Linked DNA regions of Arachis hypogaea: region 1 is linked to region 2. A link is a contact called in public Hi-C data. All regions are on one chromosome and are shown on one strand. Each heading gives the region's core, a stretch centred on a gene start, on an enhancer-like site or on the middle of the called end of the contact. The rest is flanking DNA. Distances are from core to core; before and after follow the strand shown.

What was found. Hi-C and Micro-C count contacts between places; a contact is called where the count stands out from the background.
Region 1: a contact with region 2 is called in a Hi-C map of an unstated tissue, with 10 times the contacts expected there. The contact joins the enhancer-like site here to the promoter of LOC112776158 in region 2. A contact is called at or near these places in 5 of 8 Hi-C or Micro-C datasets (leaf and an unstated tissue).

What each region holds. Positions count from the first base shown.
Region 1 is chr19:149,336,953-149,339,652 of arahy.Tifrunner.gnm2.J5K5, reverse strand. It overlaps LOC140182469 (a long non-coding RNA gene), which reads right to left. Exons shown (of 2, transcript XR_011878092.1): 2 at 2,399-2,700. Among protein-coding and RNA genes, the nearest start is that of LOC140182469, 5.3 kb to the right of the region's middle. Within about 2 kb of position 1,447, at least 3 of the 3 cell types and tissues checked have open chromatin away from gene starts, as enhancers often do.
Region 2 is chr19:149,292,848-149,295,547 of arahy.Tifrunner.gnm2.J5K5, reverse strand. It overlaps LOC112776158 (alpha-(1,4)-fucosyltransferase), which reads left to right and starts at 1,430. Exons shown (of 3, transcript XM_025820191.3): 1 at 1,430-2,136. The coding sequence starts at 1,645.

The DNA.
Region 1 (2,700 bases), core at 198-2,697, 44 kb before region 2:
TAAACCCTAACTTTTGACTTGCTTAATTTTGGTAATCCATTCTTTTCTTTAATTTGAATCCCAATTAGACTATTTTTTATTTTTATTTTGTTTTTGTTTTTCTTTTAGAATGTTTTACGCGGATGAGAGAGAAGAGAGAAAAGAGAAGAAAGAGAACTAATTGGGTGACTTTGATTTGATTTAGATAGAAATGAAATTTTATTTTTTAGTTAGCAATCATTTCTTTGAACCCTGTAAGTGTGATATGATCTTGGACTTGGATCGTCAATTTGGCATTAAACTTGTTTTTTGTTTTGATGGAAAAGTATTGGTATGATAACCAACTATTTCCTTAAAACTTATGGATCTAAAGTTTGTTATTGGGCTTATTTTATTTTCTATTAATTTCTATACAAATAACAAATTAATCACACATATAATTAAATTTTTAACCTAATAATAATATTTAGTCATTATCAATTAATTTATTATTTTTTTAAACTCAACAAAAAAATTACTACTCCTCACATAAAACTTCTATTTCCAGTCATTTATTTGAAACAGAAAAAACCTTTTATGATAACTACAGCATTAAAATCTTCTTGAATAGACTAATCATTTTTTAAAATATATATAAAATAAAGCTTAATGTAGACCTCGGATTAGTACTTATATCACATATATAGTGTATAATCAAAGGTAAATATCTATATTCAAATAATATAATGCATTATTAAAATTCTGTTTGAATATTGTGGATATAACACAAGAGAATATAAATATGATCACAGAAAGCTTATTATTTGATTGTGAAAATAGAAAGAGAGACACAAACAATTCATGTACTTATTTATTCTTTTACTTTTGTATTTCTATTGGTTTTAGCCGTATAGATCCAATCACACCCTAAACTCTAAAGAAACTATTACCATGTTGCCTATGTATAAAATTAAATATAGACCATATGAGTTATGGTAAAAGAAAGCAAAACACCAAAGGCTATATAATAAGACCAGCCACAAAACGTCCAACACCATCACAGGGGACACCAACAAACATAAATTGCTTTGTAACTCCTTCCCATCAGCACTTTCCATAAAATTAGCACTAACCAACAACATTAGTATGCATAGTTAGTGTTTTTTTTTTTTTTTTCATGGAATTTCCTAACCTGTTAGGTTAAGAACTAATCCGTCGCAGATATGAGCTTAAAAAGGGTGTATTGCTGATCAATGGGTTGGTGCATGCACAAGACTGAATTCGAACTCTCGACACTTAAACAGACAAGTGAGCTGACTACTCGTTCAATTCAAATTGGTTATTAGTTGGCATAGTTAGTTATGCAGAGAGATTAGTTTACCATTTTCTGTTTCATTCAGTCATGCAAGCCTCACTCTCTCTCCTCCAGTTTTTTTGTTCTCCTCGAGTTTTGTCTGGACTGCTTTGTTCGGCCTGGTTTCTGGGCTTTATTTCTTTTGGATCTACTACGTTTAGGGCCCTTGGGCTTTATCCTTTTCGTTCATGGCATACCATACTTTATACATAGATGGTAAATTGTACAAAAAACAAAAAACAACATTGGTAAATCACTATAAATCCTCTACCAAAAACGCGGTAAATCTTAAAACAATATTGTGCAAACAAAAAGTAGGCCATCTAAAATTAGAAATCTATCTTATGAATTGGAAGAAAGCCTTAATTGATCCAACAAGGGGCAGAGAAGTGTAAATATCATTAGAGGATCAAGCATATATCCGGAAAACCTCAAAACCCTATGGAATGATATACAAGAATATTATTAGCAGCCTTTTTTGCTATCATCAGTTCCATTATATTAATAAGAAAAAAGATAAGTATTATCATGCTTTAATTTGTCCAAAGAGTTAGCTGAAACGCTAGGATTGATTCGGATAGAAACCTTTTTGAATGAGCTTTAATTTTTGTGTGCGTAATTTACTTATCAACCGGTTGATTCCATCTAATTTTTAGAATCATGATAATTTACATATCAAATCATCTAATAAATTCTTTACTCAACTTTAATTAATTACATACTCAATGGTGGTTCTAAATTTTACGATTTCACTTATGAACCGAATTGAATTGGCCACCAATTTATTATTCAACCAATTTGATTGGTCGGTTTAATCTGATTTTCAAAAAATATGATAACTTACATATCAAATTATCCATAACATACAAAAATAAAACTTCAAATTCGCCATAATAAATTTTACAGTTTTAAAATCTCTGTATTCTATCCAAATGTCAAATTAACTTTTTTTTTATCGAAGAGACATTAGAGATAAAAGAAAAAATGATAGATTTAAGTGTTGTCCAAAACAAGTGAATGCATGCAGACACACGTAGACATAGATATATAGGTAGGTTATAATTGAAATACCAAACTTAAAGCATAAGAAATAAATTGAAGATGGAACATTATTATTGGATGAAGTCTTCATATAGAAGCAAAAAATAAAAAGGAACAACGTATAGCATGCAGTGCGCTGTGCCCACGGTTCTGATGAGATTTGAGAAGAACCTGATACCGATATATATATAGATGAGCCATTCTATACATATTCCATATCTTGAATCAATCAATTCTGCATTACATGCATTAGTTTACGTCCAACGTAACCATGCATATTTATCACTCATCTATTTCATAAACCTATTATCCTTAGCTAGTTTCTTCTATTATTATTATTATTCTGC
Region 2 (2,700 bases), core at 181-2,680:
TCCCTCTATTTAGGCAGTTCCTTGTTTTGTTTGTTTTGTTTTTCTTTGTTTAATTTATTTCAGTCACAAAAAAAATATTAACGCGCTTCGAACCGTATTACACATTTTCACTGCACCTTCTTCTTTTTCTTCTTGCTGCACGTTCTTCTTCCTCTTCTTTTTTTTTCTTTTCTTTCGTTTCTTGACTTCTCTTTCTCCTTCTTCATTTACGTGCTTTTATCTCTGTTTTTTTTCGTTATTCTCGACTTCCATTGTTTTTTGACATCAAGCTCTGAAATCGTTTTTGAAGAAGAAGTAGAAGATGAGGAGGAGAAAGAGAAAGAGTTCTGAATTATACATAAGGTATACTTCAACGAATTTTGGGTGTATTTCTTAAATCCTTTGGGTGTATTTCTGTAATCGTTTGGGTGTATTTCTGTAATCGTTTGCGTATATTTCTGAAGTTTTATTATCTTCAAATTTGACAAGAAACTCGTTTTCATGGAAGAAGAAGAAGAAGAGTTGTTCATAATGCATGGTGAGTAGTGTGCTTTGGAAACAAGAAGTTGTTGAATAACGTGCGTTTATTTACTCTTGAATGTGAAAGTGTAATGCGTGTATTTTGTTGGACTTGTGCCAACTTGTAAGACTTGTAAGTCAAAAAGACTTGTATGTGTAACATTCCTCTAATATAAATTATTATTGATTTTTTTATTTTTCTCTTCTTTTATTATTAGTTTTAAAAATATCAATTGGGACTCTAATAATTTTGATGTCAGACAAATTAATTCCTAAAAAACTATCATGTTCTCTATTTTTATGTACATTTAACTACAATGTCGTGTTTGTTTATAGAAAATCGTCAAAGAGATAATAACTTTTGCACAAAATTTCATTTGCTTTGTCAGAGTTCATGATAAATAAAAAGTAATTATTGATGGTTTCGAATTTATGTAAAGACAACATGACATATTTTGTGATTAATTTTGTGGATATTGAATAAAAATTGGTGTAATCTTTTAATATTGGAAGTTATGGTGTTTTATAAAATTCTAGAGGCTATAAATTTACAGAATATGAATTATCAGATCAAACTTTTTTTAATTTATAAAAATAATATACAGACTGTATATTATATTATTTTAATATTAAATTACAATACACAAATTACATATTGTCAATACAATATATATTTTATGTATTGTATTTGTTTAAAATAGCATCTCCAAAACACTATAAAATTCTATTTTTTGTAACATTAACGTGAACTCTTTTCACTCTTTCATATGATTTCGTGTTATTTATAAACAAAAAGATATAATCCATTCACGGTTTGTTATTGTAAAAACTGTTATTGATATTTATTTTTTCTTCTAATTAGTCTGATATTAAAATAAGCAAAGACTAAATTGTCAGTTTAGTCTATATTTTTTATATTAAAAAGTATTATAAATTTAAGTAGACATCTGACTAGCATTTATGAAATTTCATATATGCCATTTCTTGCTTCTTAGATCTCAATTAAGTAAGGAGACCAAATGCGTAGAGACAAAGAAATCAAACCCGTTTCAGAGACGTAGAAATTAGAAGAGAGAGAGAGAGAGAGAGAGAGAGAGAGACCAAAACACAAGCTCTCACCAGCAGAGACGTAACACCATTAACACCATGCTGCTGGTGCCACCCAAACCCATCAACATCACCATCACCATCTCCATCATGCTCCTCTTCATCTTCTTCCTCTTCTTCTTCTCCGGCTTCTTCCACTTCCCCTCCTCCCTCTCCCCTATCACCACCACCACCACCAGTAGAAGCGCTCGATTCACTCCCGGCGCCGCCGCATCGGAGCCATTCACCGATCTGGTGGGAGCGTTCAGGAGGTGGGACTCGAAGGTGGGGTGCCAGCGGTTCAGGGAGAAATGGGGTAATGGGTTGGCGCTGAATCAGTCAAAGGATGCAGCTTTGCAAGGGTTCGGTAAGTGTAAGGGTTTGAAGATGAATCATGTGAGTGTTTTGGTTAAAGGGTGGACTTGGATTCCTGATAATTTGGATAATCTCTACTCTTGCGATTGTGGGTTGAGCTGCTTGTGGACCAAATCCAACGTTCTTGCTGACAAGCCTGATGCTTTGTTGTTCGAAACTACCACCCCTCCTCTTCAGGTGCGTTTCTGGGTTCTAAAGTTTCGTTTTTTATCGTTGTTTTTCTTTAGATTAGGTGCAAATGTAAGTGGGTGTGCTTGTTTACTTGGCTAGTTTTCTTCACTCTCTGCATTTTGATTGATGTGATTGATTTGACAATGCTGCTTGGTGTGTCTTGTGGATGAGTGTCATTTGTTTTTGCCATGCCATTACTGCTAGTTTAATCCAAGATCCTTGATTTGTAATCTTCCCTTGTTAGGGTTTAGGAAGTTTTACTTGTTATTTCATTTTTGGTTGCTGAATCAATAGTCAATTAGAGGGCGAGAATCTCCTAAGGTGTTATAAAACTTTTTTGGTTTGTTTGAGAATCAATCATCTTGAATTTGATGTTGACTCATGATGTTGGTGGAGAAGGATAGTTACTGGATATGCTGGCTTTTAGTGGCTTTGCTTAATTTGCATTGATTGTCAGTTTTCTGTTTTACTGAAACTAAACTAATCTTTTTCTCAAGAATTCATAAGACAACCGTGGTGCTATTTATGAATCGTAGAATGTGATTATGCTGTAGTTTACAACTAGTCATT